Regions from separate parts of the Macaca mulatta genome. Here region 1 is linked to region 2. The links are chromatin contacts, called in public Hi-C maps. All regions are on one chromosome and are shown on one strand. Each heading gives the region's core, a stretch centred on a gene start, on an enhancer-like site or on the middle of the called end of the contact. The rest is flanking DNA. Distances are from core to core; before and after follow the strand shown. Region 1 holds the start of COA4 (cytochrome c oxidase assembly factor 4 homolog). Region 2 holds the start of MRPL48 (mitochondrial ribosomal protein L48).

Region 1 (5,404 bases), core at 684-3,183, 95 kb before region 2:
ATTAACTCTCACAATAACCAAACAAGATTCCTTTTATTATTTCGGCACCTGCCCAATCATCCAAATCCTGATCTCTTCACCCTAGCACTTTTAGGGTCTAATGGAAAGGGTCTATGCTTTTAAGACAGAAACATCTAGGTTGACAGTAACCCTCTATCATTTGATGAGATGCATGATCTTGGCCAAGTTAAGCCTTCTGATTCTGGTGCTGTACTTTCTTATAGGTACCTAGTGGAACTTCATGTTATTGTTCTTTTTTTTTTTTTTTTTTTTTTTTGAGACGGAGTCTCGCTCTGTCGCCCAGGCTGGAGTGCAGTGGCTGGATCTCAGCTCACTGCAAGCTCCGCCTCCCGGGTTCGGGCCATTCTCCTGTCTCAGCCTCCTGAGTAGCTGGGACTACAGGCGCCCGCCACCTCGCCCGGCTAGTTTTTTTTATTTTTTAGTAGAGACGGGGTTTCACCGTGTTAGCCAGGATGGTCTCGATCTCCTGACCTAGTGATCCGCCCGTCTCGACCTCCCAAAGTGCTGGGATTACAGGCTTGAGCCACCGTGCCCGGCCATGTTATTGTTCTTTACTACTTATCACATTCTGTGTACTAGCAACTAGTCTGTATTTTAGCCCACCTAAATTAAGTAAGGTATAAATTTAGTAAGGTGAAAATTTCTTAAATGCAGAAGGCTGTTTCATTCATCTTCACCATTGTTTCAATTTGAAAAACCCTTATTAGCAGTAGCAGTTGACAAATATGGCACTGCTATATCCATCCTGATTCCTAGAGAAACAACTGGCACAGTATAAGATCAATAAACGTTTTATGAATGAATAGTTGGCTGTGTATTCCTACTTAAGATTTCAGCTTTTCTTTTTTTTTGAGATGAGTATCGCTCTGTCACACAGGCTGGAGTGCAGTGGTGCAATCTCAGCTCACTGCAACCTCCACCTCCTGGGTTCAACCGATTCTCCTGCCTCAGCCTCCAGAGTAGCTGGGATTATAGGTGCCCACTCCCACACCCGGCTAATTTCTGTATTTTTAGTAAAGACAGGGTTTCACCATGTTGGTCAGGCTAGTCTTGAACTTCTGACCTCAAATGATCCACCAATCTCAGTTTTCCAAACTGCTGGGATTACAGGCATGAGCCACCGCACCCGGCTTGGATGTCAGCTTCTTAAGAGCAGGAACCATCACTTATATTTAGAGTATACATCTGAGCTCCACCAAGCATCCAGTACGGGGCCTGGACATAGTGTTAGTTTCCTTAATAGTATCGTCCAGTATGCCCAATATAGCATTAAGGGGCCTAGGAGAATACAAAGGTTCCATCACATGCACAAAGTAGTGGTGAGTACAGGGACTTCTGGAAATAACTGACGACTAATCAATATTTGCTAAATGACTGCTTGGCCAAGAGCCTTCCTGCCTTCCAGTACCCCTGTCTTTCTCCAACTCACTGATACTAATTCTGACGCGGGGATCACACAACTCATGTGCTCCCTTGACCTGGGGATAGCTTTTCAGAGAATGACCACACGGGTTTGACAATTCTTTTTCCGGACCCTATTCCCTCCATATCCCTCAACAATTGATGAAGTAACCCCTATTGATATCCTGGACCAGGCATGGCTTTTCTTGACGCAAAAGCAACATCCACTACCCTCCTCCTCTGACTCTGTCCTGGGCCTGGATTCACCTTAGGGCTTGCGCCCAGTCGCTCTGAATCCTCAAAGGCGCCGCCATCTCGACCCCGCCTCCACCAGCCCACCTCTTCCGCCCCTTCCCGGAAGTGGGTCCCCGAGAAGGGTGCGGCGAGGACAGAGGGTGGGCTCAACACCGAGAGGCCACCAGTGAAAACGTGCCTTTTTCACGTTCCCCGCCCCTTCCGTGTGCGCGCTCCACACGAGGGGCTGGTTCCCGGAAGGATGGACAGAGGACCCTCAACCGCCCGCGAAGCTCAAGCCGCTGCGTAGGAGCGTGTGTTCGGGCCCTCTTCTCCCACCTATTCGGTGAGCATCGCATACCGCGTTCTTCAGAAGGCGTTGCGGGCCCAAAGGTGCAGCGATTAGCGGCCGCGCGCGCGCATGCGTCCTCAAAGTTCAAAGTCCGCGATGCCCCTGAGGCGCTTCAGGCCTCGTGGCTGCCAGCATTTGTCTGCTTTAAGATCCTTTGCATGACTTCCTAGTTTAGGCCAGCCTCCACGATCCAGCTGCCAACCATCTAGCCTACCCTGATCTCTGAGCAGGGGTCGTCCTCATTTTACTCCGGAGACTGAAGCCAGAAGGTGGTGAGAGGAGAGTACAGTAGCATTTACTGAGTCCTGTTGTAGCCCAAGCACTTTTCATTCGTTAATCTTCATTCTATTGTGCGAATTAAATATTATTAATGGGGAAACTAAAATGAAAAAGTTTACATAGTAAGGCGTAGTGCTGGGATTCGAATACGGATCTCTTGGTTTAGGATCCAAGGCACTTTCCATTCCACTGTTCTTTCTCTAAATTATTTGCTGCTGGCCTGTTTAGGAAGAGAAAACTATCATTTATTGAACTCTTTAGACGTACTAGCCTCCTTACAAACCTTATCTTTTTTTTGAGACAGGGTCTCCCGCTGTCACCCAGGCTGGGATGCAGTGGCATGATCACGGCTCGCAGTGTTGCCCAGGCTGGGCGCAAACCATCCTGCAGCCTCAGTCTCCCAAAGTGCTGGATTACAGGCGTGAGCCATGGCACCCAGCTTCATCTCTGTGTTTCCAGAGAGGTTATCAAATGACGTGTCCAAGGACACCAAATGAGGCAGTGACAAAGCTAGGTCCGAGTCTGTTTCAAAGCCCATTTTCCCCCTCCTGCTTAAGTTATACTGCCTCCAAGGCAAATGAGTTGTGTAAAGTGCCTGACTCCCTCTTGTGACTTCCCCATTGCCCTCAGAATAAAAAGTCTTAAATTCCCTACTATGTCCTACAAAGCCCACCAGTTTAATATTGTCTTGTTCTGATACTCTATTTTCCCATCACTGAACTTTTTTTTTTTCTCTCATGTATCAGATTCTATCTCAACCACCTGCTCTTCCATTGACCAAAAATAGTTTTCCCATCTCTGGCTAACTTTTGTTCCATATGTCAAGTTTCAGCTTGGAAATCACTTCCTCTAGGAAGCCTTCCCTGCTATTCCTGCCCTTGTCTGGATTAGGTATCCCTCCACTGTGGTCCCAGTCTTCGCTATCTGTACACTGCATAGTAAACTGCCCTGTCTCCTTGTCTAGGTTGTAAACTCCATGAAGCCAGGAACTTAACTGACTTAGACACTCTTGAATCCTCAGCACTAGCATAGTGCCTGGTACATGATAGGTACTTAATCATTGGTTGAGTGAATGAGAGACACAGTAAAGGTAATAAGGAGTCCTTCTAGTTTCTTTACAGCCCATCATGGTGAAATTTTTGCAAAGGCTGAAGTCATTTCTCTTCAGATCTTAAGTTCCTTCTGTATGCTGCTTTCTGCTGAGTGTTCTGATGCAGATGGGCATGACAGTTTGGGCAAATAAATACATCTCACATTTTTGTATAGTTTACAAAGCCATTTCACCTTATAGATGCAGAGGCCAGGTTTCTGCATGGTGTATGCTACAGCCACACTGAGCTCTTTCTATCCTTCCCATGTGCCAAAACCTACCCATATTTGGGCACCCTTTCACTTTGTTTTTTTGTTTGTTTGTTTTGGAGACGGAGTCTCACTCTGTCGCCCAGGCTGGAGTGCAGTGGTGCAATCTTTGGCTCACTGCAACCTCTGTCCCCTGGATTAAAGCGATTCTCCTGCTTCAGCCTCCCAAGTAGCTGGGATTACAGGCACCTGCCATCGTGCCCACCTAATTTTTATATTTTTAGTGGAGATGGGGCTTCACCATCTTGGCCAGGCTGGTCTTGAACTTCTGACCTCGTGCTCCACTTGCCTCGGCCTCCCAAAGTGTTGGGATTACAGGTGTGAGCCACCACATCCAGCCTCTTTCACTTTTTAAACTTTGTTCTTCAGCATAGAATAAGACTAGCAGGATAAAAGAAGAACAGTTATTTATTTATTTGAAACTGGGTCTCACCATGTCACCTAAGCTGGAGTATAGTGGCAGCATCATAGCTCACTGCAGCCTTTCAACTCCTGGGCTCAAGGGATTCTCCCTCTTCAGCCTCTTGAGAACCTGGGACTACAAGTGTGTGCCACCATGCCCAGCTAATTTTTAAATTTTTTTTCTTTCTTTCTTATTTTTTTTTTTTTTTTGAGGCCTCAGAGTTTCACTCTTGTTCCCCAGGCTGGAGTGCAGTGGTGTGATCTCGGCTCACCACAACCTCCGCCTCCCGGGTTCAAACGATTCTCCTGCCTCAGCCTCCTGAGTAGCTGGGATTACAGGCATACGCCACGATGCCTGGCTGATTTTGTATTTTTAGTAGAGACAGGCTTTCTCCATGTTGGTCAGGCTGGTCTTGATCTCCCGACCTCAGGTAATCCAACCACCTCAGTCTCCCAAAGTGCTGGGATTATAGGCGTGAGCCACCGTACCCAGTCATTTTAAAATTTTTTTGTAGAGATGAGGTCTTGCCATAACCCAGGCTGGTCTCAAACTCCTGGGCTCAAGGGATCTTCCTTCCTCAGCCTCCCAAAATGCTAGGCTTACAGGTTTGAGCCATCGTACCTAGCTGAAAGTTTAGTTCTCTTTAGGTAGATCAGAGATAGCTTATCTAAAAAGATGACATTTCACCTAATTAATATTCCAATAGCAAAATCCATTGAACTTATTGAATGTTATGTCAAGCATTCTCACATGGTTTATCTCATTCAGTTCAAACCACTTTGCAGGCCTGCTCTCAGCTAGGCCTAGTGCTGGAGGCACAAAGGTAAATCAAGACAAACATCAGCTGGGCACAGTTGGCTCACACCTGTAATCTCAGCACTTCAGGAGGCCAAGGCAGGAGGATCGCTTCAGCCCAGGGTTTTGAGACCATGCTGAGCAACATGGAAAAACCTTGTATCTATCAAAAAATGAAAAAAATTAGCTGAGTGTGGTGGTGCACACCTGTAGTCCCAGCTACTCTGGCTGGGGAGGAACTGAGGCGGAAGGATGGCTTGATCCCTAAAGATGGAGGCTACAGTGAGCCTGGGCAACAAAGCAAGACACCCTTAAAAAACAAAATGAAACAAAACACAAGCATCTGTCTGCAAGCTTCGAGTCTCCCACGGGAGACATAAACAGGCTAAACGGTGCAGTCTGGTCAGTGCTATTTATAATCTAGGAACCTTACATATTATATCCCCACTCTAACCTTGTCTCTGTTAATGTTCTATAGACTCCCCATCCCCAGGATGTCAACCTCAGCCCCTCAAGGCCATACCTGGACCCAACGGGTGAAGAAGGAGGATGAGGAGGAG
Region 2 (5,644 bases), core at 1,835-4,334:
TGGGCAATAAAGTGAGACCCTGTCTCAAAAAAAGAAAAGAAAAGAAAAGGTGGTTGGGTCTTAGGAGGGGTACAACTAATCTAGGTTTGGTCTGGGAGCTGTGGTTCATATCTGTAATCCCAGAACTTTGGGAGGCCAAGGTGGGAGGATTGCTTGAAACCAGGAGTTCAAAACTAGCCTGGACTACAAGGCAAGACCCCATCTTTACTAAAAATAAAAAAATTAGCTGAGCAGCCGGGCACAGTGGCTCACGCCTGTAATCCCAGCACTTTAGGAGGCCAAGGCGGGCGGATCACAAGGTCAGGAGATCGAGACCATCCTGCCTAACACAGTGAAACCCCGTCTCTACTAAAAATACAAAAAATTAGCCGGGCATGGTGGCGGGCGCCTGTAGCCCCAGCTACTCAGGCGACTGAGGCAGAAGAATGGCGTGAACCCAGGAGGGGGAGCTTGCAGTGAGCCGAGATCATGCCACTGCACTCCAGCCTGGGTGACAGAGCGAGACTCTTGTCTCAAAAAAAAAAAATTAGCTGAGCATGGTGGTGTGTACCTGTAATCCCCGCTACTCATGAGGCTGAGTGAAGAGAATCACTTGAGCCCAGGAGTTCAAGAATTTAGTAAACTATGATTGTACCATTGCACTCTAGCCTGGGTAACAAAGTGAGACCCTGTCTCTAAACAAAAACAAACCCTAGGTTCCAGTCATTCATTCAAGGCATCAGTATGACACTGAAGTCTCTATTATATACCAGACATGAGGCTTCCATTTCCTCATCTGCCAGGATTATCTCGTGCTATTGTGAAGATCAAATGAAATTATGTAAATGAAAATTTATTAACTATAGAATAATATCAATATTCTTTTTTTTTTTTTTTTTTTTTAGATGGAGTCTCGCTGTGTCGCCCAGGCTGGAGTGCAGTGGCATGATCTCGGCTCACTGCAAGCTCCACCTCCCGGGTTCACGCCATTCTCCCGCCTCAGCCTCCGAGTAGCTGGGACTACAGGCGCCCGCCACCACGCCTGGCTAGTTTTTTGTATTTTTAGTAGAGACGGGGTTTCACCATGTTAGCCAGGATGGTCTTGATCTCCTGACCTCGTGATCCACCCACCTCGGCCTCCCAAAGTGCTGGGATTACAGGCTTGAGCCACCGCGCCCAGCCTAGAATAATATCAATATTCTTATTTGCATCATCCTTCAGACCTTACAAAATACTCCTATCTACATTATTCTCTATAATCTCTACAATTCCATGTGGTGGGCATCATCTGCTTTTACAGATAGGAAACACAAGCAGTGAAGTGAAATAACTTGCCCAAAGTCATAACAAGAGATAGAACTGTCTGACACAAATCCTATGACCTTCCTTATAAATGTAAAGTATTAACTAACACTTTGAGACAGACTTACATTTGGCAAATAATGACAAGGTTAGCTGACTAAAGCAACTAAGGAGGCTCTATATACCCATGTCAGATGCTGGCCTTAATGACAGATTTCCATGGGCTCTTTTCCAGGAGTTCCAGATCAGTCTGAGCAACATGGTGACACATGGAGAACCAAATGGTTGCAAATAGTATTCCTTGATACTATTTTATTCCCTCCCTTTTAGCATTTCTTGCAACCAAGGCAAATCAAGGAGTGTAGTCACCAGTGTGACCATCTTTAACAATGGAATTTTGAAACTTTCTGAATTTTTTTCTATTATCTTGGCACTATATTTGGCCAAATTCTTACAAACTGGCTCAGGTGAACAACTGAATTGTTTCATAAAGGATGAAGTGAGGCGTGGGCCCTTACACATTCAAGGGCAGCCCCAAGGTAACCATAGGTAGATCCATGAGCTGCAACGACCATGCTGACCTATGAATCATGGAAATAATAGTCTCCACAACTAATGCCTAAAACAAAATTTTAATATAAATTGCTAAAATGAGCCATTAATCTAAGCAGCATGATACAACTGAAAGAGCACAAATGAAATCTGTTAAATCTCTTAAGGGAATAGGAGAAAGCCAAGGAACACATTTATAGTGGTTCATACGATTTTATGACAGTCACTTAAATAAGGTTTTGGAAATGAAAATGTAGTTAATTTGCGGGGTGCGGTAGCTCTCGCCTGTAATCCCAGCACTTTGGGAGGCCGAGGCGGGCATATCACGTGGTCAGGAGTTCGAGACCAGCCTGGCCAACACAGTGAAACCCCGTTTCTACTAAAAATACAAAAATTAGCCAGGCATAGTGTCTTGCGCGCCTGTAGTCCCAGCTACTCGGGAGGCTGAGGCAGCTGAATCGCTTGAACCCGGAAAGCGAAGGTTGTGATGAGCCAAGCAGCCTGGGCAACAGAGCGAAATCCGAGAAGAAAGAAAAGGGAGGGGAGAGGGAAGGGGAGGGGAGGGGAGGGGAGGGGGAGGGGGGAGGGGAGGGGGGAGGGGGAGGGGGGAGGGGGAGGGGAGGGGGGAGGGGGAGGGGGGAGGGGGAGGGGAGGGGGGAGGGGAGGGGGAGGGGAGGGGGAGGGGGAGGGGAGGGGAAGGGAGGAACGAAAACGTAGTTTATTACTACTCTTTCCTTATTACCAGGTAGCTTCACATCCTCATCAGTTCAGCAAGTCAAAACTGCATTCTTAGAAAAAATTATGGAAGTTGATAACTAAATGCAAATATAAAATGACCTGCCCAAGGTCACACAGTTAATCGGGACCGTATCCTGGTGTGATTCCCATCGCAGAGCTCTCCCTTTTCCAGGCACTGGGTGGAGAGAGTGGTGTGTGGTGTGGGCGTGGCACGGCTCGCCTCCGCAGAGTTCGCCCCGGGTGGAAAGGAATCTGCTCAGTCCCTTCACCGCCAGGCAGCCACATGTGCTGCTGGGAAGGACCTTGGGCGCCCCAGTGTCTTATCCCCGGATATCCCCCCGCCGCCACCTCCCCGCTATCCACTCTCCACCATCTCACCAAGCCCCGCGTGCGTGGAATCTACGTTACCTTTTCCAAGGTTCCGCTCATCCTTTGCTACTGCGCGGCCTCTAGCTGTGCAAACTGAAGACCCGCCCCTGCAGCCGCGTTCCCAGGGCGTCTGAAAACACTGACGGAACAGCCTTGACCAGGTGCAGCAACAATATCCCACCGAGACTCACTCAACTTCCGCATCATTTTAGTTCCGGAAGCTTCTGAAATTCAGCGTCTAGAAATTCTCCTGCTTTCCGCCCTCACTCAGGTTGTCACATTCACTGCTGTTTCTCCAGGCAGAATTAATTACCATCTCTATGTTACCCCAGTACTTAGCACACATTTCTGATTTTTCACTTACAATATTATACACTAATGATTTGTTACCACCTCTTCTCTGTATTTGAAAGTTCTTAAAAGACTGAGATCCTGTCTGATTAATTCCTTTCAGCGTCTAGCACAGATCTGACTTTTTTTGTTTTTTGAAGCGGAGTCTCGCTCTGTTTCGCAGGCTGGAGTGTAGTGGCATGATCTCAGCTCACTGCAACCTCCGCCTCTCTGGTTCAAGCAATTCTCCTGTCTCCAAGTAGCTGGGATTACAGGCGCGCGCCCCCACGCCCGCCTAATTTTTGTATTTTTAGTAGAGATGGGGTTTCTACATGTTTGTCGGGCTGGTCTTGAACTCCCGACCTCAGGTGATCCGCCCGCCTCGGCCTCGCAAAGTGCTAGGATTACAAGCGTGAGCCACCGGGCCGGACCAATCATCTCTTAAATTGAGGTTAGAAGTCAGATTTCCACGTCCGTGCTAGATGCTGGAATAAATTAATCAATCAGGATCTCAGTCCTTGAGAAACTCAATCAAAATAATAGTAAAAAATAATTAGTATCTAGTAACAAATAATTAGTATCTAGTATGGTAAGTGAAATACCAGAATTGTGTGCAAAGTACTGAGGTAACACAGATATGACAATTAATTATGCTTGGAAATATAATGGACCAGCCATACCTCCTCCAGTACAGTGATTGATTGTTGCCTAATAAATGCTACTGGGGTTTTAGAAGTGAAATTTTAAATAAGAAAAAAAAAAAAATCAATCAAATGCTAGTATGTGCCAGGTCGGTTCTTTATGGGTTCATTCAGTCTTTCCAATAACCCTATGAGGCTGAGGATCATTATACCCATCTCACAGATGAGGAACGGAGACAGGAAGAAGGTACCTAGCTAACATAATGTTATATAAGTGGTGAGCTGTTTCATTTCAGTGCCTGTGCTTCATCTGTGTTATGGGATTGTGACTATAGGTTTGCAAAAGGGCAGGTTGGCAGCCAGAGTTTCTTTCCTTGTCTAGTCCAGGTAAATACAATCTAATAAGATACATGGCCGGGTGTGGTGGCTCATGCCTATAATCCGAGCACTTTGGGAGGCCGAGGCAGGCGGATCACAAGTTTGAGACCAGCCTGAGCAAAATGGTGAACTCCATCTCTACTAAAAATACAAAAATTAGCCGGGCGTAGCGGTGCATGCCTGTAATCCCAGCTACTCAGGAGCCTGAGGAAGGAGAATCGCTTAAACCCGGGAGGCAGAGCCTGCAGTGTGCTGAGATGGTGCCATTGCACTCCAGCTTGGGCCACAGAACAAGACTCCGTCTGGGGAAAAAAAAAAAAAGATACAAATCCATCTTCATGTTAATACACTCTCTGGGGTAAGTAAGGAAAAAGGAAAAAGAAGGAAGAAGGAGACGGTTAGTCCTTTGTATGAAGATACAAGGATTCCCAAAACAACTAGAATTTTTTTTTTTTTTTCAAGACAGAGTCTTGCTGTGTCGCCCAGGCTGGAGCGCAGTGGCCCAATCACTGCAGCCTCTGCCTCCTGGGTTCATGCCATTCTCCTACCTCAGCCTCCCAAGCAGCTGGGACTACAGGCGCCTGTCACCACGCCTGGCTAATTTTTTGTATTTTTAGTGGAGATGGGGTTTCACCGTGTTAGCCAGGATGGTCTCAATCTCCTGACCTGGTTGTCAGCCTGCCTTGGCCTCCCAAAGTGCTGGGATTATAGGCGTGAGCCACCGCGCCCAGCTAACAATTAGAATATTTTCAAAGGTCAAGAATCTAGAACCCAAAAGGAAGCTGAAATTAGCATATATAAATATAAACGCACCTCAGCAATATCCATGAACGTACTGGAATGGATATTATTGTTGCAAAGCTCTGTTGTTGATGTTATATGTTATAAAGGAGTGCGTTTACTGAGCTTCCCAGAGGGACACTTTCATATAGATGTAAGCAGAAATCCCTGCATATCTAACATTTAGTAGCTTCTCTGGCTTATTTTGTCTTCAGCCTCTAAAAACAAAGCCTCCCACCCATTTGGGGAAACCAAGACAGCTCAACACAGGCCGCTTTCCAAGTACCAAGTTCTTCTTTTTACTTCATCCTTCTATAAACCATGAACTTCCCAAGGTCAAGGATATTTATACCTTATTCATATTTGATTGTTTCTTCGTTGTTGTTTTGAGACAGGGTCTTGCTCTGCTGCCCAGGCTGGAGTGTAGTGGCGTGATCATAGCTCACTGTAACCTCAAACTTGTGGGCTCAAGTGATTCTTCTGCCTCAGCCTCCTGAGTATCTGGGACTACAAAGGAATACAATCAAGCTCAGCTTATGTATGTATTTATTTTGCAGACAGGGTGTTTTGCTATG

What was found. Hi-C and Micro-C count contacts between places; a contact is called where the count stands out from the background.
Region 1: a contact with region 2 is called in a Hi-C map of fetal cortical plate, with 1.6 times the contacts expected there. The contact joins the promoter of COA4 here to the promoter of MRPL48 in region 2. A contact is called at or near these places in 2 of 14 Hi-C or Micro-C datasets (fetal cortex germinal zone and fetal cortical plate).

What each region holds. Positions count from the first base shown.
Region 1 is chr14:74,274,249-74,279,652 of T2T-MMU8v2.0, reverse strand. COA4 (cytochrome c oxidase assembly factor 4 homolog) reads left to right here and starts at 1,933. Exons shown (of 2, transcript NM_001193378.1): 1 at 1,933-2,002; 2 at 5,323-5,404. The coding sequence starts at 5,339. It overlaps PAAF1 (proteasomal ATPase associated factor 1), which reads right to left and starts at 1,753. Exons shown (of 12, transcript NM_001265839.1): 1 at 1,690-1,753. The coding sequence starts at 1,736. It overlaps MRPL48 (mitochondrial ribosomal protein L48), which reads right to left. Exons shown (of 8, transcript XR_013404106.1): 8 at 3,681-4,290.
Region 2 is chr14:74,180,459-74,186,102 of T2T-MMU8v2.0, reverse strand. It overlaps MRPL48 (mitochondrial ribosomal protein L48), which reads right to left and starts at 3,084. Exons shown (of 8, transcript XR_013404106.1): 1 at 2,980-3,084.